4 separate regions of the Mus musculus genome follow, and regions 2, 3 and 4 are each linked to region 1. The links are chromatin contacts, called in public Hi-C, HiChIP or PLAC-seq and promoter capture Hi-C maps. All regions are on one chromosome and are shown on one strand. The core of a region is the stretch at or near the end of the contact, and the rest is flanking DNA. Distances in the headings are between cores, read along the strand shown. Region 1 holds the start of Igsf3 (immunoglobulin superfamily, member 3). Region 2 holds the start of Tent5c (terminal nucleotidyltransferase 5C). Region 3 holds the start of Man1a2 (mannosidase, alpha, class 1A, member 2). Region 4 holds the start of Vtcn1 (V-set domain containing T cell activation inhibitor 1).

Region 1 (6,209 bases), core at 1,652-4,151:
AAAGGGTCAAGATTGGAGGCCCAGGGAGATGACCCAGGAAACTGAGTTTTGAGAAGGGGTACAGCAGCTTGATAGGGCCAGAGAGCTCTAAAGCTGGCTGATATGGAAGGTTCCTTGATCTCTCTCTCTCTCTCCCTCCTTCCCTCCTTCTCTCTCTCTCTCTCTCTCTCTCTCTCTCTCTCCCCTCCCTCCCCCATCTCTCTCCTCTCCATGTTCAGTTCTTTAGAGAGTGCAATTGAGAGGCTCCCAGACTCCAGCCATCCGTTACAGCTTTCACATGTACTACCCTTAGCCAAGCTCTGACGCTCACCTAACTCACCTGCATCATGTCAGAGGCCTCTGCCTGTCATCTCCCTTCCTCTTCTGTTCCCATGGCTAACCTTTCTCAGTAGCCCATGACCTGAAGTGCTTCCCAGACCGCAAGGTCTTAGGGTCTGTGTTCTCTCTGGGCTTCTCAGATCCCACTCCTCCCAATTCTTCTTCATGCTATGTTAGAAATACTTTTAATTTCAGAACAGGTTAGCTGGCCTAGCACATGCTGTCTCCTCCAGCTGGGACTCTTCCTTCAGACCTTGCCATTTTCTCCTCCTCCCTGACTCTAAAACAGGTTTCTGTTCTAATACCTCTCTGAGAAATCCTCCTTCACCATCCCACCTAGAATAGAACTCCTCTCCCCACCTCACCCACTAGACACACACACACACACACACACACACACACACACTATTCCGTCACCTTACTTTCTTTAGAACACATGTCATTGTGTTATATATTTACTTGTTTCATTGTCTGTGTTTCTCACAAGAAGGTACTAAGAGAACAGAGACATTGCTTCACACATCGATGTTTAGGAAATAAACACAGAGATCCAGTAGGGAAGAGCTGAGAGACACCAGGACCACTGTTGTCTTGGGGTAAAGAGGGAATATGTAACATACAAGAGATTTTTAAAAATACAATACTTTAAATATGTGATAAATATTCAATTTGATATGATAGGCAATATTTATAGTTCAATTACATATGCAGATCAAATTCCAAAAGTTGTTTGGGGATACAGGATAATTACGGGGCAGACTGCCTTCAAGAAATTTACAGCCATGGGGGAGGGGAAAGGACAGATAAAGACTTCACAGTTATCTGGGCCTCCACTGTGGCAAGATCTTCATTGTCTTGTACAATAGAGGTATTGAATTGGGGGGGGGGGGATGAGTGAGTTATCAGTATATTCATTTTGTGTATGGATATGTGTCCATCTAAATGCCCAAGTGTGGAAAACCCAGAGGACAACAACCTCAGGCATGGTCCCTCAAGTATCAGACACATTTTTCTTCTGTTTTGTTTTTAACATGGATTCTGAGAACCAAACTCAGGCCCTCACGATTCCATGGCAGGCGCTTTAGCAAACAAGCCATCTTCCCAGCCCATCAACGCATTCTTTCAGTACAGTGGTCTGCTGTCACTCCGTCCAATAGGATGAAAACACTTTGTAAGCCCCTCTCTGAGCTCTGAAATCCACTGGTGGCGTCTTTGGACATGGCTGTCAGTCAGATAAAGGGCTTGGACCCCTCAAACTCCAACCTTCATCCTTCCGTCTCTGAATCCTGATCTCAGACACTGAGCCTCTCTCACACCCACCTAGACATTCCATGGAGCCCACCCCCTGATTGCCAGGGCCTCTCTGTTCCCATAGCTGCCTGTGTGGTTACTTCTATTTCCTGGATTTTTCAGCCATGATCCACCACAACATCTTTAATATTCCGGGAAAACTCTCCCACCCACCCTCCAATCCTAGGTCAAGTGCTTTTTCTAAAATGGAGCTCTGATTGCTACAGGTCCTTACTCAAACCATTCAGGGGCTTTCTCCTGGGCGTAAGCTTAAAGCCCAGCCCTCCCCCCCCCTTCCGATTTTTTGTTATAACTCTTCCTGTCAGTCTTTCCTCCAGTCTAGTTAGGGTCCCACAGGGCTTTTTCTCATAGGTACTGAATCTTTCTTCTCTGGGCATATAAAGTTATGTTTCCAGGGCCTATCATTGTCCTCTGTACCCCTCCTCCCTTGTTCCGTGGTTTTATACTCCGTTTTCTCTAGGACAAGGCTTCCTGGGCCTTACCCAGCCCAGCACTTCACCCCAGGAACACAGTGTTGGAATGGGTTCATTCCACACCATTTATGTATGGCCTACTGTTAGTGTTCCCAAGTAGATCACAAGTCTGCAAGGGCAGTACGATCCAACCTGCTCCTGTAACGAGTCGTTTTTAGCTCCTTGTGTTTGATAATATTGAGTAAGTATGGTGCCACTTGCATGGATAGCACTGTTAAGAAACTAATGACAGTTCATTTGTAACTGAGTGCTTTTGACATATGAGGCATTCCGCTAAGTGCTTTACAAGAATGACGTGGACACCTCACACAACCCTATTAAGCAGAGCTTATTTACTCTTTGTGACAGATGAGCAGACTGAGGCACAGAGAGGTTAAGCAACACAGAAGCTAAGGCTATGAACCTAGGCTGTCTCTGGGGTCCAGATTATGCTAGAGTGAAGCACAATGTGGAGGTTTGTTATAGAAATAGACTCAAGTCTCCAGCGAAGCGTTTTGCTATTGTTTACCGGGCGAAAGACGCGTCCCCGGGAGCCTGGGCTTTGGGAGGGGCCCTTGGGGCGCGAACCCCAGGTTAACTTTCCATCAGCTCATCCCAGGTGGTCCGCAGCTGCGTGCGGGTGCAGCCAGAGAGCGCCGGGGCGGTGGGCGGGGCGTTCCGGGGGCGTGTCCCCGTGAGGCCACCGCCTTCGCCCTTGCTCGCCTCGCGGGGAGCTGCGGGCCAGGCCGGAGCTGGAGGGCGGGGCCTGGGGCGGGGCGGGAGCAGGACGGCCTGAGCCGCTGCGGGAGGCGAGGAGGAAGCCGTGCGTCTTGGGAGGCGTGCGGGACACAGGACCGGCGAGCGTTCGGTTGCTGGGAGCTGCGGGGCCCCGGGCGAGGTGAGCGCGGGCGGGCGGGCGCGGATCCGGGTTGGGGGCGCGGGGACTGTGGCGTGGCGATCGGCGTCCCGCCCCGGGCCCAAGCCCCTTTCTCCGTCGGAGCCGGATCGCGCCGGGCGGGCTCAGCTTGCCGCAAGCGGAGCCCCGAGCCCCTTTTCGGACCCTTTTCTTTGCCAGTGTCTCAGACTCAACCGCCGGGGAGGTAAAACAATAGCGGGCCACCTGGGACGCGGCGCGCCCCGGCTCCCACGGTCGGCGCCCCGAGTCGCGGCCCCGCGCCAGCCCCGTGGCGACCCGCGCTGCCGAGGGTGGGGCTGCCTGCCGCGCCCCGCTCCGTAAACCGTGACGGGAAAAGCCCGCGAGTGAGAGAGGCATTTGGTGAAAGTGTTTTGAGAACAATCATAATTGCCCTGCTCTGGGCGGGGAAACTGAGGCGTGGGGAACGGAAGGTAAGATTTGTACAAGGTCAGGATGCACACATGGGCTGCCCTCGCCCAGGGAAGGGACCCAGGTGGCTCGGCTGGCCAGTCGGGTGCTTTGGCCTCTCTCGGTTTTGCGGCGGTTGTGTTGGCCTTAGATAAATGTCTGTTGTGTTTGTTTTAGGAATCTGCGGGCTTTTGTGGGACCACTCTCGAGCTATCAAATGCCAGCTTACTTCGTGTGCCCTGGGAGGTTCTGGGGCAGGTGACGGTACCGTGACCTCTCACTATGGATGGAGATGGACTTTTTGATGAAGAAATCCGAAGTGTCTTTACCAATCCGGGTGTTTTGGCTGTCTTGGGTTTTGACAAAACCTGCCTGGTTCCCTTTGGGGGATCCGAATGAGCGATCTCAGACACCTTCACTGCGAAGCCAAGGACATTTCTGTATAATCAGCGCATGAAAGGATTTTCTCAGACTCTTTCCTCCCGTTTTCCTCGAGGATTAATCCACCAGAATCCATAGTTCCGGTGGAGTCTGCAAGGCATATACAATGTGGCAGAAACCTTGAGCGCCTTCGGAATTGCTCTGGCCCCTGCCTTAGGCATAGAGGACTCTATTGCACACGCCACGCCACTCCCCTCCCCTGCCCCCAACTCCCTCCTTCTGACTACTCTGTCTTTGACTGGCTCTCATTTTCCCTGTGAAGTTCTGTTTCCAAACTGTTCCCTGGAGCTATAAGTGGATTGGCAGTAATGAGAGATTAGGCGGTGGGAAAAGCACGGTGCCCTGTGCAGTGTCCTTTTCCTGCTGCCGCTGCCGCCGACATGAAGTGCTTTTTCCCAGTGTTGAGCTGTCTGGCTGTGCTGGGTAAGTGACTGCTTATCAGTTCTATAGCTGTGAAAGTTTAACCCGATCTCATTGCTAATTCCTTGTGGTTCTCTCCCATCAACACAGCATTTTGGGAGGCAGAGGGGGTTAGCCAGAGTGTGACAGAGTGGATTAAAGTACCAAGAGGGTCTGTTTGTTTCCGACCCATCAAGAACGGTGGCATACTGGTTGTCTTTAAGCTGTCCAGGGCCTTTGGGTTAAAGCCCCTCACTTGCAAGGCTGTGGCTTAGGGTTGCTGTGTGGATTGAGGGCTTCCAGTGTCTTTACTTTTGTGTGTGTCTGCATAGGTTCCAGGGAAGTTACAACATATTGGGAACTGTGCTTTCATGAATAATGGTGCTTTTTTTTTGTTGTTGTTTTTGGAGGGGAAAGGTGGGAGTGGGTGGGATGGGGGCTGAAGGGCTGCTTTGTTTTCCCTAAGAAGTCTGTAGGCTAAGTGTGTATTGAAGACACTGGTTCTGTGTCTCCTCACCAAGGAAGTCCAGCTCATAGTCCTTGTGGGAGGTGAAGCTGAAGGCAGGGTGCTGCCTGGCCAGGGGTTGTGTTAGGATCGGTTTTCATGCCCTCAGAGAAAGAAGGCTGAAGTCCCCAAGTAGGAGGGAGAAACCGTGGTCTCAGAAGTGAGCCCCCAGTCCTCTCTGCAGGCCGCCATCCCCTGGTCTCTTCCTGGTATGATGTTGAGCAATCTCCACTATGTATTTTCCAATGCTCTGGTTTCTCCTAAACTCCATAGCTGGCACCTGGTGCCTTCTCACCTCAGACCTCAAGAATGGACACACACCCCCCCTTCTCTGCATTCAGAGAAGTTCCTGCAGCTGGTCGCTCGCGTCTCCATTCTAGGTTTCTTGCACTTACAGGATTTATCCGTGGAGGTTGTCTCTGAATTATCTGCACCCTTATAAAAGTTAACAGGCATCCGGAATGAGGATGGACTTTAGTCTTGAATTCCCATCTCAGCTTCATCTTGATTCACATGTGAGTCCCAGTAAGACATCCCAAGTCTGCATTTAAGGGATGTAAACTATCCTAAAAAAGAAAAAAAAGAAAAAAAAAATCTTGATTGCTTCGCAACATGTTTGAAACTCCAACCAGTGCGCTCATTCGGAGGTGCTCACACTTAGGCACAGGTTGGTATCTTTAAGGCATCTTAAAAAAATCTTTGGCAACCACCTCAGAGCAGTGAATCCAAATTCCCTGGGTTGTGAGTTCATTAGTGGCAGCCCTTCCCTGCCCAGCACATATGCACAGGCACACGTGTGTGGCTGGCTGTGCAGTTAGTCGGTTTGTCCTGTTGTTAGGTGGCAGAATCTCCATGTCTCCTGTGTGCTCAGGTGAAGGAAGTTAGGAGCCAGGCTTCTCTTGGCCAGCCTCTTTATGAGACTATATTTATATGTGTTGTACAGTATTTGTCACAGTGTCTCAGCTTGAATCAGCAGTTGGTGATTCATGGAGATTGAAAAGGACACAAACTGGGAAAGCCCCACCCCCGCACCGCACTTCCCAGGCTTGGCTGTGTGATTGAGGGTGGGGCTCCGGGCAGAAGGAGCCACCAATGGGAAGACAGGGAACTATGACATTTGTGCCTTTTGTTTCTTTTCTTTCTTTCTTTTTTTCCCTTTTTGGCTGTTGAGGAAATGTGAGGCTGCCTGCTGGTCTCCCTGCTCTCCCCTCTCCAGGTCCCTCTGTGGAGGGGAGCTGGAACCCTGGCATACAGTGAATGCAGTCATTTTCCCTCTACCCCATCCCACCCACCCTAGAGAGGCCCTGGAGGAAGCTAAGTCTCCAGGTGACTGGAAAGGGTTCCTGGGGTAGAAGGCCAGATCTGTGTGACAGTGGAGAGATTTGGAACCCTGGACAGACACACTAATGCCTACCCCATTCTGAGCCCCTCTGAGGGACTCTCAAGCTCCCGGCCTATC
Region 2 (6,209 bases), core at 2,540-5,039, 890 kb before region 1:
GGGTTAGAGTCCTCAGGGATGGGCAGATCCTAGGCGCTGAGTGCTCCAAGTACACAGGACTGAGCACTGGCCAGAGCCAGGGAGGCGGGCTGATGCTCTCATCTAGCTCCTGTCCACAGTCCCCTCTAAACCAGGTCAGCGAGGACAGTGAGAAACAAAAAAGTCAAAACGAAAGAGTCAGCAGAGCAAGCAGCTGAGTGAACACAGGGGAGAGAGAGAGAGAGCAAGCTGGGGCTGGGAGGACAGGGAGGGCTGAGGTGCTCAGGGGTGGGGCTAGAAGCCGGCCAGCCTTAGGAGTTTCAGCTGTTGGTCAATGCAGGCACCTTTCCTCTGCTCCAAGCCTACACTACAGAGGTTTCACTGAAAAGATCAAGACATCATCCAGCCTTTTAAACCAGGCGCTCCTGACACAGAAAGCAAGCTCCATCTAGTCCCTTGATCCAGCAGGACAGCCACTTCAAGCATGCTTCCGCCTGCGCAAAGAACAGCAGGCAGCACCCAGCAGAGAGAGTGTGCATTCACATGACAGACGCATGTCTGCACACAAGGCCATGCATGCACTTTCTAGGCAGGGGTGAGGACTTTGCAGTGACCACAAACCCACACTTTTCTGGGGTCCACGTGCAAGGACAACTGAGAGAAAAACAAGTTCTTCAAGTATATCAGAAAGTCAGGCCAGCTGAGCTCACCTCTAAAGCTCTTCCACAGGCAGGCCTTTCGCCTATCATTCCCTTGGCCTGCCTGGCTGGCACCTGGCACATACCACCTAGGAAGCACCTTCTGACCCAACCTCCATTATCCAAGAAAAAGGGACCACAGTGCAAAATGCTCTGAAACCACAAAACACCCTTACACAGAGCTGCTTCGTGTCAGTAATTACTTCTTCATAGGAAGGGCTTTTTTCCCCCTGTTGTTTCAAAACGCTCTGCAAACACTTCAAGAACAAGCTCCCAGGGCCCAGCTGTACAGAATATTAATTTGAAACACTTCAGAAGACTCCCATTACAAAGCTGAGTTATGTAAAGATGTTGTCTATAAACCTTTTGAACTCTAAGCCAAAACTCCCTTTCAATGAACGCATCCAGTCAAAAGGTTACAAAGCGGGAGAAACCTCAGGTTCAAGAAATTAGAAGGTCAGCTTTTCTCAAGTAGCTTTAAACTCACAAGCACGTCGTCAAATATGGAAAAGCTGGTGCCATCATAATACGATTTCAACAGCTACAGTCAAAACAGTGGGATGGTAGAAGGCATCTCCCCTATTCGCCGGTTACCTCAATAATGAGAAAAAACCAACAGACTAGTTTTAAACCAAGAAACACCTCAGATTCTGACTCACTCCCTATTAATCTCCAAACATTCAGAGAGAGATAGAAGAGAGAGGAGAGAGTGTCCAGGAGGCCAGGAAAGAGATAAGAACCCCCTAGCCATCATCTTAACTCTTAGCCCATCTCTGCTTCTACAGCTTTTCTTAATAATATAGGCTGTCCTTCTTCCATGGCTGATTCTACGACAGCATAGCATAGAAGAGAGATAGAGACAGGGTACTACTTAGTAGATGAAGCTGGGAAGGGAGGGCAGGAGGGAGGGAGGGAGAAAGGAAACATTCAATGCAGCTTTCCAGTTTTGTTGCAGCTGAGCCTAACTAATAGTACAACAGGGCTCAACAGTCCCCTTTTAAATTGCTTTCATTGCTGAGTGGTTCCTGGACTTTCCCATGGGCAATGCAAAGCAAGTATAATCTGCCTGCCCTTGGACACTGGGGGATGCATCCCCACTGGGGTTGGTGATGGAGGGCAGAGGCTGGAAGTCCTGCAGAAAGCTTGGTAGCTATACTTGCAGCAGAGCTGGAAAAGCTGGAGAGCGAGCCCTTGGCACTCCACTCACACTCAGACCAACAGGCCAGGAGCCAAGTCCTCCCTTCTGAGTTCACAAACTTAATCTCTAGATACAAGGTAGGTATTATGGGAGAAACTCAGACTAAAGAGTGTGACTGTTTGTTCTAGGTGCACACACTAAAGTTACTCATAAAACTTCGGGACCTTTCTTTTAGTAACAGTCTAGAGATCGCTCAACAACCCCCACAATTTTAACTATAGTAAGCAACATCCTGTGCAGATCCTGGGACAATTATTCCACACATCGAACTCTCCATCTAAAAGCTTCTTAAACCAAAGTGTCTCTTCAGAGAGAAGGTTTCAGCTGTCCGATCCGGATACTAAGATACTAAGCCCTCCATCCCCACAAACAAGGCCAGCAGAGGACAGGACCACTGGTGGTCCAGCTGTAGCAGCTGGGAGAGAAAAGTGGCTCTTCGTTACTCCTCACCCCACACCCTTCGACTGCGGGGTAAGATGTGGAAAAACAATCACACCTCTGGTGACTTCCAGCAAGATAGAATTCTTGGTAAGCCTTCCTACCACCCTCTTGGCTGCCTGGCTAGCTTTCTGGCTCCCTCGCTGCCTTGCCAAGCAAATTACAGTGGAAGTTGTTGTAGCCAGCAATGGCCACCGTCACCCTCCTTCCCAGAGTAGCGGGGCAGCTGGGGACCTAATTTAGGAGGATTTGACCATCTTAACTTTATTTCCAGAACACCAAACTCGTCATAATTCAAACTATTACATACACAGCTATTCTTAAAAAATCAGTAAGTCTATTAAATCTTTCGTTGTAAGCACTTTATCCTCAATTGAGGGAGGGGCTTAAGACTTGGGTCCGGGCTCTGAACGGTTTCTCCACATTAAAGGTTGAGAGGAGAGAAAAGAGGCCTAGACCACCTAGGGATGACAATCGATGCTGGTGGAAGTTTTGCGTTCTTGAAAAACCAACTAGGCATTTCCTCACCAGCCCTCCAGGACTTTGCGGTCTCCTGCCCTCCAGCCTGCCCGCGCTAGGTGTAAAGGCTACCAGCTGGTACTGCAGGTTCCTCAACTTCTTCCTATGGAGAAGGCTCTCACCCTCCTCGCAAACTGCGCTAAAGAAGTTCCCTGACCCGGACGATCCGGGAGCCGCGCCTCTAAGCCACCGACAGCACCGCTATCAGAGTCAACGGACTGACTACATGGCTTTCAGCCTACGCAGTAAGCGACTTTCGATCCCCAAAGGGGAGGAACCAGGTTTCACAGCCGCTGAATTCTCGAGAAGTTTCCGAGAGACGCGCAGCTTCGATCATTTGGCCGCGCTGGGTGTCCACAGTCCCAAAGGGAGAAGGATCTCAGCCGCCATCCCGGGCACCGAGCCCAGGAAACTGCCCTCCCCTCGCCGGCCAGGCTTTAGCCCCGACCGCTGCGTCTTCATCTGCGCCGCCAAAACCGCGGGGTTCAAAATCGCCCGGGTTCCGGGCTCGGTGTGCGCGCCACAGGGGCGCAGCTCAGAGCCGGAGCACCGACTAGGTGCAGGGAAAGAGCCCCCTACACTCCGGCTGCCGGGGCAGCAGGAACTCGCCCAAGTTTGCCAAAGCCCGGCCACGGTCTCCGAAAAGTTTGCCTCCTTCACAGAGGAAAGTTTGCGTGAGGGACGCGGGAGCCAGGCGGGTCCTGACACCTGCTGGCATCTCTCCTCCATCCCCGGGGCATGCCACCAGGCTCTGCCGGGACTGACCCTAAGCGGGAAAGCGCGGCCCCCCCCGCCCCCCCCGCCCCGGAGGACCGCAGCAGCATCCTCCCACCTGCGGAGGAGGGGAGTGTGGACTCACCTGGGCGTTGGAAGAGGAGGTGACTGAGGCAGGTGGTTGGCGTGGGCAGCCCCCAGCAGGAGCGGAGCGGAGACTGCGGCCCCTAGACAGCTGCGGCGAGTGAGCGGTCCGGCCGCCGCCCCCTCCGATCTTAACCGGCCTGACCACTCCCCCGCGCCTCCCCGCCCCTGCCCCCGCCCCGCGGCCGGCCTCCCGGGGGAGCCAGGGCGGGGCGCGCCGGCCGGGGCCCCGCGGGATCCTTGCGCCCCGCGCTGACGGCGGGGGGCCGGACGAACGCCGCCCTCTGATTGGCTCCTCGGGTCAATGGTTGCCGAGAGACGAGTAAACCTCGGGCGGCGCAAAGGGGCGGGGTGACCAAGAGGCAGCGTTGCGCAGGCGCAATAGAGAGGTGCTTTGTGGGCGGCGAACTAACTTTGGGGTTGAGGGCACAATTTTCCTCTGTCCTCTCCGCTCCACTCTGCCGTCTTCTTTAGCTTTCCCTTGCCTAGACTGTCCTTCCCTCTACCCCGCTTGCTCCCTGGCGGGCGCGTCTTCTTTCAAACTTTTAGGCGCTCCTCGCCCCAGTGCTCTCTGGTTTCCGGGAGCCGGGAGTGGAAGCCCACGCCTGCCTCGCGCGGTGTTTGTGAAGTCGGAAAACTCTTAGGTGGGCCCTGGAAAAATCTTTCTGATTCCTCGAACAAATTGGCTGGAGGTGAGGTCGTGGTCCTGGGGGGAAGGAAGCAGCTGTGGCCGCGCGGACCACCTGTGTGCAATTGGCGATCCCGGGAAGCTATCGCCAAAGCCTTAAGCACAGCAGCTCAGCTCTCCAGAGAGCAGCGCTGGTCTTTGCTGCTTGTTACTGCTCGCAGGTGTGGGACACACACACACACACACACACACACACACACACACACACACACACACACTCACTCACTCACTCACTCACACACACATAGTTGATGGCTCACACACACACACACACACACACTCACTCACTCACTCACTCACTCACACACACATAGTTGATGGCTCCGCTGTGGAACTCTCCTTCACCACTTAATTACCCGGAAGGCCTTGCAAGAAGCTATTGTGGTTTGGTCTTTATTTTAAGACAATGCCTCCTGAACCCCAGACAGGCCTCTAAGTAGCCTTGGCTCACCTTTAACTGATCCACCTCTGTGCACCTCCCAACTGCTGGGATTATAGGCGTGGTCTACCACGCCCAGCTTTACTGACCGTCTTGACCTATCCTCCAAAAACACTATTTCCCATCTGTATTATGGGAGGAAGGACGAGATAACCGTGAGATCAATATTATGGAAATAGCTATTAATCATGCACTGCTTGCTAAAAAGTTCATGCCAGGTACTAAATAAATCAGAAAGCAGTCGTTAATAAACACTTGTTGAGTTTCGTTTGACCCTCTCCTGGGTACTGGGGCCTAGATGGCTTCCCGAATCGGTGCTCTCTTCTGCCCTCTCCACCTCTGTGGAGCGTGAGTATCCGTATCCAGCAGTGTCTGCTAGGCTATGAAGAGTTCTCACACATGCACATGCTTTCTCTGGTAGGGGAGGCGAATTCCCAAAACTAAAACAGTGTAAGACATCAGTATGAGAACTTACATGTTCTTGAACACAAATTCAGGATATATGGCCAGCTTTTTTGTTGATAATGTGAGCCCTTTCTGATCTCACAGTGTCTTTTATTGTGTACAAAATGATGGGTGTGTGTACTCACAGAGCTGTCACCCAGAACATTTCCAGCTTAGCCATGGCCCCTGTCACTCAATAGATTGCAGGGTTACCAATATTAAGAACTCAGTCTTCATATGTCAATTGTTCTGGTATTTGAACTATTCATGGGGAAACAGAGGGTGAACATTTTTCTCTCCGTGAGATTTCTCTGTGGTGTTGTATGTAACCGTGGCTCATTCTTCACCACTGCATATTCATTAAATAACCAACACTTTATGCCCTCAGCTTACCGTCTGATAGGCACTTCATTTGCTTCAGGTTTTGGACAGTCCGTTGTGAAGTTGCTGTCAACATTCTTCCATATGTCTGCTATACAGCATTCATTTGTGCCAAGCACACGCTTGGAGACTGGAAATTCTGGTTCACAGAGTATACACACAATGTTAACCTTTAAATATATTTCCAATTATCTGGGTTATAAAAATAACAACCAAAGAGAAAACAACAAGCTTAAACCATAAAACAGACAAAAATAGATCTATCCGTAAAGCAGAATGGGTAGTCTGTTTAATGCTTCAGCCAGCACTGTAAAGATCCTGATGACCCCACGCATTTACCATTTGGTAACATGGTATTTAAAATGTCTTTAGTTACACTTTATTATTGGAGGGGGGTGTGTGCATGCCACAGTGGCTGTGTCGAGGGCATTGAACAACTCTTGGGAGCTCCAGCTCTCCACCATGTGGGGTCTGGGGGTGGAACTGAGTTCATCCTCAGGCTTAGCCACAAGCTGCTTTACCCTCTGAGCCATCTCCTTAGCCTAAGTGCTTTCTTTGTAAATTTAC
Region 3 (6,209 bases), core at 2,670-5,169, 690 kb before region 1:
TGCAAACTTAACCACTGGCAGGCTGAGCATTGATTTATTGTGTTACTTGACACCTTAAGTGAGTGGCATAAAATGGAGAGCGCACGCCTGTCAAGAGGGAGCCAGATTCCGACTGAGTGTTAGCCATCGGAAAATAGACACTTGAGTGTTGCTCCAGTCGCAAATTTTTTTAAGAAAAGCCAGAAATCTAGACTGTCACATGAATCTCCCACGTTGTGCATGCCAGGAACTAATTCAAGCTTCTGTAACTAGGGGATAGGCAGGAATTGTAAATCCACATCTGCCCTGTCTACTCTCTGCACCTGGCCACACAACCACACTGTCTACCTCGTCAGTCACGGGAACATTTCCTGTACCCGTAAGAACGCCAGGTTTTTCCCACTAGGGCTCTCCTGTGCAGCCTGCTTGACCATGCCTCCTCCCATCACTGCTTCATCTAGCTTTCTTTTTCTCACCGTTTCAGAGCCCCTTCCCCCTCAATGAAACCTTCCTATTCTCATTTCTCTCCCCCTCCACTCCAAATGCTGGACAGTCACTCCCTACAAACTCTGGTTGCTCTGAGTACAACTTTCTAACAACCAAAACCAAAATCATTGAATCCCTGAATCATTAGCCCATCCACACAGGAGGCTCTACATGAGCAGTCTGAACAGTAGATTATTTGTTGTTAACTAATAACAGTTATAAAATAATGTCATTATAAAATGTTCCTTTTGATAGAAACATTCTGGTGTACTCTTTAAAATATTTATCAAACTGTACCTAGATTTTCAGAAACATAAAACACTTAAAGCAAAGTCAGAATTCAAACATTCCAATTATAAGTGATAATAACCTAAGTCTCCCTGACAACTGGCTGAAGTTGTGAACTATATCAAGGACTCGCACGTATTATCTCATTCAGTACAGCCCATAAAGTAGATGTCGCTGTCATACAGAGGAAACAATTTGAGCTGATTAAAAACTGGCTCAAAAAACAAAACAAAACAAAAAACTCACAAATTTTAGTCAGTGTAAAATGACTAACAACTGAACTAAAACACCAAGGTACTACACTAACTATGCATTCAGAAAGAAACATTATCCCAACGAGTATCTCTTAAACACTAGTAACAAGAATTAATGCCCTCCATTTGCAAGGCTCCCCAACCCTGTCCCTAGCATGCACACAACACACACACACATAACACAATTTTTACCTTCTAAGATACTACACACAAAATAAGTATGATCTTAGTTACAAATAATTCTATAAGACTATCTTTCTGAATTACTTTTAATCAAGATCATATTTGCACATTAGTTTCTGTCATTTTAAACGTATTCCTTGCTCAAAGTAAAATTATTCCAAGCAGACTGTTTTCAGGTGAGAGGAAGCAACAACAAAGTGTAAACAAAGAGCAGCACAAACTGTTCCTGCCACAGCCAGCGTTAGCACTGCCTCCTTCACTGCTTCAACTCCCCACACAGGAGTTGATTCTCTGAGCTGGTAGGCAAGCAAATCCAACAGCACAGTGTCCTTTCCGTCACCCTGACTCTTCCTATCCCAAGCTGAAAATGCAGCTCAATAACCACCCCTTGGCCATTACAACTCTGTTCCCACTGCCAAACTCAGGAACCAGGGGTTCTGAGTAACAATAAATACACACATATTCCTGGGCTCTAATATATGTATATTCCTGGGCTATAAAGTTTAAGAACTGTTACTTATGAGACTTAAACGATTCTTTTGAATTTGTGCAGTACAATGAACATAAACACACTTTCATTTGAATGTATTTTAACTTCAACTAGTTGAGAACTTTTCTTAACTCTCTTAATATCAATTTTAAAGTAAAAATTTGCAAACTTCTACCCATATAAAATATAAAGGAAGCCACTTATCAGTACACGACAGCAGATCATAATAGCTAAATGACATTAATACATCACTGCTGTCAAAAAGCTCTGAACATTTTTTTCCCAAATGTTCATTGCATCATATATACATACCATGGGAAATAAGGTCCAGAAAAACAACGTTTCTTTTTCAGCAAATATTTCCCAGACCAAGTAAGGTTTTTCACAGTTACAAAGCAAGGGAAGTTTTAAAGAAAAACCTCTTAAAGTATGTAAGTTGAAAATATCAAATATCCCAAAGTATAGAAAAATGGTATGAAACTGTATTATTAGAAGTACTCCAATAAGGCCAAAAGTCAATGAACTAGCAAGCAAGTAATTATTAACTTCACAGACAAAGTGAGAACGCCCTCATTACAATAGTGTATTGTCCCAAATATTTAACTTAGGCTCACATTTGAACCTAGGCTTTTTCAAAATCCTCACACTAGGTTAAAACCACTACCCATTTTCTACAGGGGTTCTACCATTCGGGTGAAGTCTCATACATACTTCTCTTTCACACATTCAAGAATTAGCTTATGAGAGGAGAGAGGTGTTTGGAAAAAGCGAATTGTCTCCAAAGTCTCCTTTTAGGTAAAGATCTAGAAATGACTTAAAGGCTGGAAGCAGAGCTTCCATTTCATTTCATCTTGATTATACCCTGCCAAGGGCTCAATTCAGAATAACTGGCCAAATTATGGTTAGGGATATACACACCCCACCTTTTAACATTTAAAAAAAAAAAAAAAAATCAGAGCACAAGCCAGAGATTGGGACTTGGTGGCTGAGCAAAGTCTAGCAAGCTGTCAAGATTCAGTGACTTCACATGGTGGCAGAAAGGCAGAAACACGTTCTCAATACGCGCATGCTGACTCCCTGTATCTCCGCTCCCTGCTGTCCACAGCAGAAGAGTCTGACTGAACACTTCGTTCTGCCGGGAAAAACCAAGGAACCCTAGGAGTCCTTCCAGTCTATGTATGGTTCTACCCAGGCAGCTCTGAACCAACAACGTTCAACACCCTGATCATTCACAGGGGCAGGAGGGGGAGGGGGGAGAGACAAGAAAGCAGTGAACTGTACCTTGCTCTCCCAAAAGGAAGTACCATAATTTAAGTAACAAACGAACCTGTGTCTGTGTTCGTCGGGTCCATGGATCAGGAAGACGCCGGGGTTTTTAGCTCCTTTGCCGGCATCTACGTGAGGAATTAACACATCTTCTAAGCCCAGATCAAAGCGTTTGTGTTTTGAAGAGTCTGGAAGGAAGAAGAATGCCCCAAAACACAGGGTGATGAAGGCACTAAGGATGAGGAGAAGGATAAACTTCTCGGAGAGTCTCAAGGTAGCCCTGTGATGTGGGAAGGAGGGCGGCCCCAGGTTCAAAGGTGGTATCCTACGACCAGAGAGGGGCAGCAGCGCTGGGGTAGTCATCGTTTAGGCTCTTGGACGGAATACTTTATAAAGTTCTCATCTTATATCAAACGTACAACACATCGAACCGTTTCTCAAAACCTCGGCCAAAAAAAAAAAAAGAATAAACTCAATTTCCCTCCTCTCAAAGGATTGTTGTGCTTTTTTATTATTATTATTATTTACGAGGCCACCTCTTTCACGCTCTCCGATTACATCCAGAAGCCCGGGTGACCTCCCAAGCGATCGTTGGTTTCTGTCCCGTCAGATCTTCTCGCCATTTGGCTCTCGGTGCCTCACCGGATGATCGCGAGTCTCCTCTTCATTCCCGAGAGTGGATCGGGCGAGCCACACCGCAGAGAAGCTGCAAGGTGGGTTCTGCCATGCCCGCGCCCCGGCGCGATGCTCAGAGGCGGCTGCCCGCCCCGGGAGGCGCCCGGCGAAGACGACGAGTTGCAGTAGGTCGGTTCCACTCGGTCCCCTCCGGAGCCTCCTCCGCTCCACCGCTCCGCAGCCTCCGCGGCTTCCAAGCAGCGGCGCCGGGCGTAGCAGCGACGACCCTCAGCCGAGGCCGCGAGGGCGACGGCGTCCCGAACACTACAGCGCCCGCGCCGCCGCGCGCTCTGTCAGGAGCGGAACTTCCTCCTCAGCCGAGCGGCCGCCCCCACCCGGCTCCTCCTCCTTCTTCTCTTCCTCCTCCTCCTCCTCCTCCTCCTCCTCCTCAGCTAGCCCCGCCGCCCGCTTCTCGGCCGAGCCCAGCCGCGGCGGCCGAGCCCCTGCGCCTCGGTGGCGGCGTGCGAGGTAGCCGGGCCGCGGCCCTCAGACCGACAGCCCGGGGCCGGCGCCGGCTCATTCCTCGCACCGCCTGGGAGAGGCGGGCGGGAGGGAGGGCGGCCGGTCGCGCGCGAGCGAGCAGCCGCGCCTCCCGCGGCCGCAGGGCGGCTCCGGCAGGGCCCGGCCTCGGGTGGCTCGCACGCTCGCGCTGACTGCGGCGCGGGTCCGCGGCCCTGGGCTGGTCCCTGGCCTGTGGAGGCCGGAGGAGAACAGAGCGGCTGCGCGGCCGACACCGGTTGGGCCGAGCGGCTCGGCCGTGGGGGGCGCGGGCCCGGCTAGCCGCCCCGACTCGCGAGTGGGCGTCCCCGGGCGGCGGAGTGTGAGGTGCGCGCGCACGCTCCCGGCCGCCGCGCCCCTCCCCCGCCCGCCGGGCCGCTCGGGCCTGGCCGCTGCCGAGAGCCCGGAGCCCCCGGAAGCCCCGGCGGCCGGACGAGGAGGACCAGGCGCTTGGATCGCGAAAGTGGCGCTGGAATGTGGGGTTCCTGGGACTGACGGGTTACGGGGGCCAAGGCTGATGCCTCCCTCAGTTATCAGTGACTCGGGGCCGGGGTTCAACATCAAGGTCTCAAACTTCCACGCGTTCTTGGGCACGCGAGGCTGGTTGAAGAAGGAGGTGGCACCGGCCACGTGCCGGATTCGTGTTAAAATGGCAGCCCTGCGCTTTCTACTGGGTTCCTTTCTGAGGAATCGGACGACCTAGGTCAGACAGGAGATTCCTGGTGGTTCAGTCCCAAGACTATATATACACTCTATAGTCATCTTCACCACCACCACTACCATTCCCCCCGCAAAGATAACAAAGATGAATGAATGAGCAGGTGTTAAAACCCAAAAGGACAATATTGTTGAAGTTGAGGCTTGAAACAATCTGAGTCAATTCTGTTATCTGTAATATTGAGAAGAACCAGGTTGTGATAAAGTATAATATAGGCTTCTTAGCAATGCATATGTATTCTTGCATCTAGTTTGCATTTAGCTTTTTTTTTTTTTCTTAAATTTACCTTCTGTTCCTTGCACACATCCTAACTGGTAGCTGGCAATTGGAGAGGAGGCCCATAAATGGCAGGGGTGGGAAGTCAGCCTTAGAAATCAAGGAAAACTTCATGTCCCTTGGCAGGATTCAGAACTACATTCCACTAGGCATTTCTAGAAGCTCTGCAAACCCTACCTTCCTACCACAGGACAAAAGAAGTCATTGGTTTACAAAATAAAGCCAGCACAAGATGTAAACGTGTTCCCAAGGGCCACCGCTGGATCCAAAGTGAATGAGATTTGAGTGAGACACGTGAATGGATGTTAGAAACTGCGGAGTTCATACAGTGTGACTGTCTCATAGATCTCTAATGTTGAGAGCCCAACCAAAAGGAACACTGTGCTCCGACGGTTGAGGTCACTCATTTCCACGAGAAGATGGAAATAAAACACCAACCTCTGAACGAGACAGCAAGTTGTATAAACCTTGAGAAGTTATTATTACCTAGCTAACACTACAGTTAGCTGCAAGAAAAATTTACCAAAACCAAACATTCTACAAATGTGACATTGGAAGTTCCAGACTTATAGCTGATGAAGAGTCTTCTGTATGCCTTGTCCTCTTTCTTGTCCTTGCCTATTTTTCTCTGAGAGATTAAAGTGTTAATTTTACAGATTTTTGTAGATACTCAAATACAGCCAACTATTTTGTCACACTCCTACACTAGCCTCCAAACCATTACCAATTCTTGCTCCCTCCCCCTTTTGCCTCCTCCCCTCTCTACCTCTCCAACTCTCCCTCTGTCTTCTTCCCCTGACTCCCCTTTCCATTTTCTTTCACTTCTAAAAAGAAGGTGTTAAAAGAATGTTTTTTAAAAAACAAGCTGCAAATGTATTCATTATGGTTACAAGTATATAAGAATATGCATATAAATACAGTAAAGGGAAATATTTAGAAAAGATTATAACTCTTAAGACATTGGTATTATATATAATTTTCCCCATGTGTTCTGTTTGCATTGCATTTATAATTAATTAAATTAAAAATTTATAAAGAATGGTACTTGAGAAAGTGAAGGTCAAATTTCAGGAGGTGGATCCAGTCAGACCAGGTT
Region 4 (6,209 bases), core at 2,627-5,126, 550 kb before region 1:
TATTTATTTTATTATATGTGTGTATGTGTACCTGGGTGTATGTATATTCACCATGTGTGTGCATGAGCCCACAGACATCAGAAGAAGGCATTGGAATGGAAGTACACCAGATCTGAGTACTGTAAGATGCTTTTAACTGCTGAGCCATCTCTCCAGCTCCACCTCAAAAGAAGTGTGTGCGTGTGTGTGCGTGTGTGTGTATGTGTGTGTGTGTGTGTGTGTGTATGTGCATGTGAGGGTCGTTGCTGTTGTTTACACCAGGTCAGCTGGCTGTGAGTTTCCAGAGATTCTCCAATCTCTCTCTCCCATCTCACTGCATCACTGAGGATTCAGATACAAATTGCTGTGTCTGGCTTTACTTGAACTTCTGGGGGGAGGCGGTGTTAAATTCAGGTCCTTGCCCTTACACAGTGAACACTTTACTCACTGAACCATCTCACCAAGCCACTAAATTATTTTAATAAGTTTAATAATTTAAGTAATAAAATAAATTTAATAATCAATTGGAAACTAGTGGGAGCCTAGTCATATTGGAGAGTAAAACGTATAAAGGAGCGTGTAAAGGAATTGGATGTATAAAGGAACGCTGCCATTTGAATTATCTCTCTCCAAGACCCTTGAGCTTGACCCTTAAAGAACCTCAGAATGTCAGCACTCAGAAGACAGAGCCAGCAAAGAAGCCATGAGACTCAAGTGAGGCCTTCAGGCCAGGCCTTAGTTAAATATGGCCGCTGTCCTGGTAGGAGGATGAGACGAGGAAGCAGCTGTGTAGAGAAAGATTCTGGAGAAGACCCCACGCTGCTGTGAGGGACCTCAGGAGAGAGAGAAAGAGAGAGAGAGAGAGAGCTGCCAGTGCATCATCCCCAGACTTAGAGCCTTCAGAATCGAGAAGGGATAAAGCCCTGTGGTTGGGGCTGCCCAGCCTGGGCTACTTTGTTCAGACCACCATAGCAAAGTCATCCAAGAGGGAGAATCGGGAGATGGCTGGATGTAGGGATATGCGGAACAAGAGAAGAGGGGGGCAAGGGTGACGCTTTTTGATATCACCCAAATATGGTGTGTGAAGACACATGAAGCATGTGACCTAAAGGGAAAGCTTGCTTCTGCCCACTCAAGGCTGGGTGGAAACTCTGGAATTCCCCATCTCTTTTAAGAGTGGGCTGCCCTCTACCCTACCACGAAGCCCCACAGAGGTCAGAAAGAATGAGAAGATAATATCTTTTCCTTCTGTACATTTAAATTCCAATGAGACTGCTTGGAAATCTCCTAGTCCTCTGATAAGCACTATGAGCCTCTCTCTGAACTGTCCTTAAAGCAAGCAGAGCATGATGGGTTTTAATAAAGTTAAGTGAGTGACTAATCACTCCTGTGAGTCTCCCTGTGCGCACCTTTCTCCTTTTGGAAGTTAATCAATTTTTTTTTAATCTTTTCTTTGTAATCTCTCTTTGCAGACTTATTTCCTTGACCTTTCAGAGGGCAGAGGGCACATTCCCCTTGACCTCTACAACAAACAGCCGGCAAGGTTGCTGTGTTCTGAATGCTGTAACAAGGAAGATGGGTCAGGCGGCAGATGCAGATGAAGTTGTGGAGTCTCTAGGGGAGAGCCCAGTGGAGAGATGACGACTCAGCAGCTGGCTGTAAGGAGCCAGAGCTCAAAGGACCTGAGCTGAGGACACAGGTGCTCAGGAGTCCAGATACAGGGCAGCTGAAGCGGAGCAGAGCAGCAGCTGAGGGCACTCTAGGGACATGGTGCTGTGGGAAGAGTGGCCAGAGGACACAATCACAGGGAAGCCCATGGCTGAGGGGAGAGTGAGGATGACTGGGCAGGGTGGGGGGCATTAGCAGAGTCACAGAGAACAGTGGGTGTCCCTCAAGGGCTGGAGAGGGAGCAAAGCTTCTGTCTGTCTATCTGTCTGTCTGTCTGTCTGTCTTTCTCTCTGTATACACACACACCACAATGCCCTTTGCCATTTTTAAAAATATGTTCACTGTTTCTGTTTCACAGCCAGAACTGGAGTGATGTCAGTTTGCTTCTCCAGAGATGGCAGAATGTTCTTCAGCTTGCATCCCTGCTGTGGCAACGCCCACTGTGCAGCCTGTGGCTTCTTTAGCTCCTTACCTTCCTTACGGGGCAGTGTGCACCTGCCCCCAATGACATCTCCCCCAGACCCCTGTGTTTGGAGTTGTCTTGTTTCCTTCCAGGACCTTCCTCAGACCTTAGCGATGACATGTGGTGGCTGGAGGAGTGTTGGAGGTGGAGCCGCTCCTTTCAGAGCTCATCGAGTGGTTGGACCTTTGTGCTCTTGCTCAGAATGTATAGATCTAAGGAAACTATGGCCTCTAGGGACCTCAGCTTCCTGAACCCTGGAAGGACCCATCTTCATGGACACTGCATAGGTTCCAGGGTGTTGCTCTTTGCTTATTTCAGGGAGAGGACAAGCACAGGGGGCCTCTTCTAAACCTGCTAACTCCCTAAGGGACGCTTCAGAGCACTGGTTCTCAACCTGCCATCATAACCCCTAGGAGGGGCCATGTATCAGACAGCCTGCATATCAGGTATTTACATCGGGATTCATAACAGTAGCAAAATTACAGTTATGAAGTAGCAATGAAAATAATTGTGTGGTTGGGGTCAGCACAATACAAGGAACAGTATTAAAAGGTCATAGCATTAGGAAGGCTGAGAACCCCTGCTTTAGAGAAAGGCAAAGTGTTCTTGAGACCACCCAGGAAATCAACCTCCCTGTGCTTGACTGCCAAGCTCAGTCCTCTCTTCTGAAGTTTTCTCCTCTTGCCACTCAGTCTTCTCTCCTTCTCAGCTCCACTCTCTGCTGGTTCCCAAAGTCCCTGACCCATTCTGGGTTGGCCATAGAAGGCCTGGGAAAGTTACCTAATCATCAAAGGCATTCATTCCCCTTCCAAGGGTAGAAGAGGTACGCAGGAAGCAAGCTTTATTCTTTTCAAAGCATCCTAGGTTGTGATCCCAGTGCTCAGGGGCTGAGGCAGGAGGATTGATAGAAGTATGAGGTAGCCTGGGCTACAATTGTGAAACTAGTAAGTTTCAAGCCAGCCAGCCAGGGCTACAGTGTGAGACCCATTTCAAAGACAGGAGGGAGGGAGGGAGGGAGGGAGGGAGGGAGGGAGGGAGGGAGGGAGGGAGAGAGAGAGAGAGAGAGAGAGAGAGAGAGAGAGAGAGAGCTGCCTTGCCATGAAATTCAGAATGCTATCCACTCACCTTGAATAATTTTCTGTGCAATATATTCTCAACATCTCTGGAACCTCAAAGCAGCATTAAGAAATGGGAGTAGGGACAGGTCCCCTCACCCTCTCCCTGAAAGGAAATCAGATCTCCTCACTTAGCTTTGTCAGAGTTCTTCAACACCAGGGCACACCAGGGTTCTTGTAGCTTCAGCTCATGGCCTCTCTGTGAGTACACCAGCAGAAATTGAACGTAGAGAATGATTCTAGGGGAGGCATGGGGGGGGGGGGCACAACCTAGTCTGCTGTCTCAGGTCAGCACCAGCAGGGATCAGATGCATGAGAGAGAAACTCTATCACGGGTGACCCAGCCAAGGTCTGAGGTCAACACCAGCAGGGATCAGCATTTCTACCAACCCTGCAGCTTCCTGGAATTCCTCAGACAGTGAGTTTAGATCCTCCTTGTGGCCTTGTGCAATTGAAAGATAGCGACCTGTATGAATTCAAGCCCCGAGGTAGAGACTGGGAAACTTCTCCTCACCCTTTCACAGGTCAGGGCCTAGAAAGGCATCCCTGGGCCTTGGCTTCACGGAGCTATTTCCTCATACCTGAGCCGTCCACAGCTACATGCACCCCTCCCAGCCTGCACTATTTAAAGACAGCACAAAGGAACCCGATGTGAGTCACAACACCCAGGAGGGCAGCAGCAGGCAGGCAGCTCCACTCACCAAAATCTGGCCCCACACACAGCAGGACTGTGGGAAGGAACTCCCTCTCCATGGCTTCCTTGGGGCAGATCATCTTTTGGAGGTAATCCTCTCTCTCTCTCTCTCTCTCTCTCTCTCTCTCTCTCTCTCTCTCTCTCCCTAAATTGAGAACAGGGGTGGGGTCTTTGGGAGGTGCTAAGAACCTGTGGGCTGTGCTACAGGGTCACACTTGCACTTTATCCGGTCCAGCACTGGGAGAGGAAGAGGTTAATAAGCAACTTTAGCAGCCCTGAGCAACTGCCCAGACTCAGGGAAGGTTCTGGTAGGTGATTTCTTTCTTATGAAAGACTCATCCCTACTAAGGCAGCTGTGGACTGAAAACTGTGTGTTCCACACTGAGGACTCAGCTGAGATGTTCAGGCACAGTAAACCCAGTTCATGGAGCTGCAGAGGTTGGATGGAGAGCAGGGCTGGTGGTGAGCAGGCAGGCAGACAGACAGACGTGTTTCAACACTTTCCTGTGGGCATACTGTCTCTGCAGTCTCACACTAACACCCAGCTCCAGCCCAATCTCGGCTGCAAGGTGGGGGTCCCTCATTTTCCCAGGAGAGCCCAGAAAGGACACCCTGATGGTTATTGCTACATAACCCACTAGACAAATTAAAATAAAATACAATAAAAAGACGCATGCCCACCTGCCGCCTACTGTTCCTCAGCTATACTCCAGGTTCCCCGTTAGGACATCATTTACCTTTCTGATTGAAAAGAGATGGAAAATGAAAGGATTTTGTTGTTGTAGTTGTTGTTGTTGATGGTGATGGTGGTGGTGGTGGTGGTGGCGGCCTGGCCCATCCTCCAATCTCCTTCTCCCCCACTAGGAAATAGATGATGATTTCAGTGTCAGTCCTAACTCATTAACAGTTTTTAGGAAGACACACATGCTGGTTCTAGGGGTTGTTTGAAGACCCAGTCTTCCAATTTCATGTGCCTCTTCCAGTTAAGAAAAGAAAAGGAGGGTGAGGTGGCAGAAAGGAGAGTGATTAACAATGAAAAGTCTGTAAAGAACATCACTTCCCACACAGCCTAGAAAATTCCTCCCTTAAAAGAGAACTCCACCTCCCTCACTCATGTTCAGCAAGAGGCGGGGCAGAGGCTCTGCAGGATCAGCAGAGAGGGGCTCTGGACAGCACCCCTCCCTCACTGTGCTGGGCCAACGCCCTGAGGAGCAACAGGTGTCAATCATCTTTGTCCAGAAGCCTCAGCCTGTCTGGATGGCAGTCGGAAGCACCCGTGTCAGGAGCTAGCATTTTGAAAGCACCAGCATACTAGGTACTTTGTTGGCGTCTTGAATCTCATTACCCCTTGTAAAGGCTCTTCATAGCCCTGAAGCTATATACATAAGGGGTGGGGCAGCTTTAAACCCACTCTCTGAGAACCCTCTGAGGAGCTTGCTCCTGTTCCCGCCATGGCTTTCCTCCTCTACCACCCAAGCTTAGGTTCTCCAGGATGGGAAACAAGTGTCTCTGTTGTTCCAAGGTCAGGCACGTGGGCTTTCTAATAATACATTGCAACCAGCCAGACTGGTTTTGCTGGAGGATCAGCCAGAGGTGGGTGTTCAAAATGTGGGTCCCCCCACCCTCTAAGATTTAGTGACCCACTAGGATCAACAGAGGCTTCTCTTAGTGACCCTGGTTGCCTTGTTCACCATTTAAATGTTGCAGTTGCAAAATCAGGGACAAGCCACAAGGGTGACAGACAGGGAAGAGGGACCCTGATCATCTCAATGGATAGTGGGATCAGAAAGCTTTTCTCTAGATACAAACAGAACCTATTTGGCGAACCCAGTGTCCTCTCTCAGTGCCAACTAATCTCCTTTCTTTGCCATAATCCCCTTTATTCATAATCGCTCCTCTCATTGATAGTTCCAAGACATAGCTCATGGGAGGGCCTGCCATCCCATCTTCTGCAGACCCAGCAGATTGCTCCCTTACTAGAGTTTGATCCTTTCATCCTCTCTCTCAGAATATGTATGCTTCGGGGAAAGAATGCCCTGGCACATGAGGAGCTGTGTGATCCAGATTCTCCTGCCATCATGGCTGTCCATGGCACCAGCAGTCACTAATGGACCATTTGTCAAGTGCTGCTTGGAGTCCAAGGGTGGAGGTCAGGATCACTAATCTGAGAGCATATGTTCTGGTGAACAGTATAACCGGGTGTCTGTTCTCTGATGGGTGTTGCACTAGGCACTGGGACAAAGATGACCAAGATGCTGACAAGGGTCTGACACTAGAGAAGGAGTCTCCG

What was found. Promoter capture Hi-C pulls out the DNA fragments that hold promoters and counts their contacts. A called contact is a pair of places that touch in the nucleus more often than the background predicts. HiChIP or PLAC-seq counts read pairs in DNA pulled down with a chosen protein or histone mark.
Region 2: an H3K27ac HiChIP or PLAC-seq map of thymic regulatory T cells shows a contact between it and region 1, with 4 times the contacts expected there. The contact joins the promoter of Tent5c here to the promoter of Igsf3 in region 1. A contact is called at or near these places in 1 of 39 promoter capture datasets (pre-B cells), 1 of 484 Hi-C or Micro-C datasets (muscle stem cells) and 2 of 115 datasets of contacts at active chromatin or transcription factors (memory CD8 T cells and thymic regulatory T cells).
Region 3: a Hi-C map of muscle stem cells shows a contact between it and region 1, with 2.5 times the contacts expected there. The contact joins the promoter of Man1a2 here to the promoter of Igsf3 in region 1. A contact is called at or near these places in 2 of 484 Hi-C or Micro-C datasets (embryonic stem cells and muscle stem cells) and 2 of 115 datasets of contacts at active chromatin or transcription factors (bone marrow-derived macrophages and memory CD8 T cells).
Region 4: a contact with region 1 is called in a promoter capture Hi-C map of pre-B cells, with 2.8 times the contacts expected there. The contact joins the promoter of Vtcn1 here to the promoter of Igsf3 in region 1. A contact is called at or near these places in 2 of 39 promoter capture datasets (hippocampal neurons and pre-B cells) and 1 of 115 datasets of contacts at active chromatin or transcription factors (memory CD8 T cells).

The regions. Positions count from the first base shown.
Region 1 is chr3:101,374,224-101,380,432 of GRCm38.p6, forward strand. It overlaps Igsf3 (immunoglobulin superfamily, member 3), which reads left to right and starts at 2,902. Exons shown (of 11, transcript NM_207205.2): 1 at 2,902-2,979; 2 at 3,583-4,269. The coding sequence starts at 4,227.
Region 2 is chr3:100,485,403-100,491,611 of GRCm38.p6, forward strand. It overlaps Tent5c (terminal nucleotidyltransferase 5C), which reads right to left and starts at 3,790. Exons shown (of 2, transcript NM_001142952.1): 1 at 3,692-3,790.
Region 3 is chr3:100,681,554-100,687,762 of GRCm38.p6, forward strand. Man1a2 (mannosidase, alpha, class 1A, member 2) reads right to left here and starts at 3,920. Exons shown (of 13, transcript NM_010763.2): 1 at 3,008-3,920. The coding sequence starts at 3,309.
Region 4 is chr3:100,821,583-100,827,791 of GRCm38.p6, forward strand. It overlaps Vtcn1 (V-set domain containing T cell activation inhibitor 1), which reads left to right and starts at 3,877. Exons shown (of 6, transcript NM_178594.3): 1 at 3,877-4,008. The coding sequence starts at 3,977. It overlaps Gm32720 (a long non-coding RNA gene), which reads right to left and starts at 4,986. Exons shown (of 3, transcript XR_375902.2): 1 at 4,657-4,986; 2 at 3,236-3,424.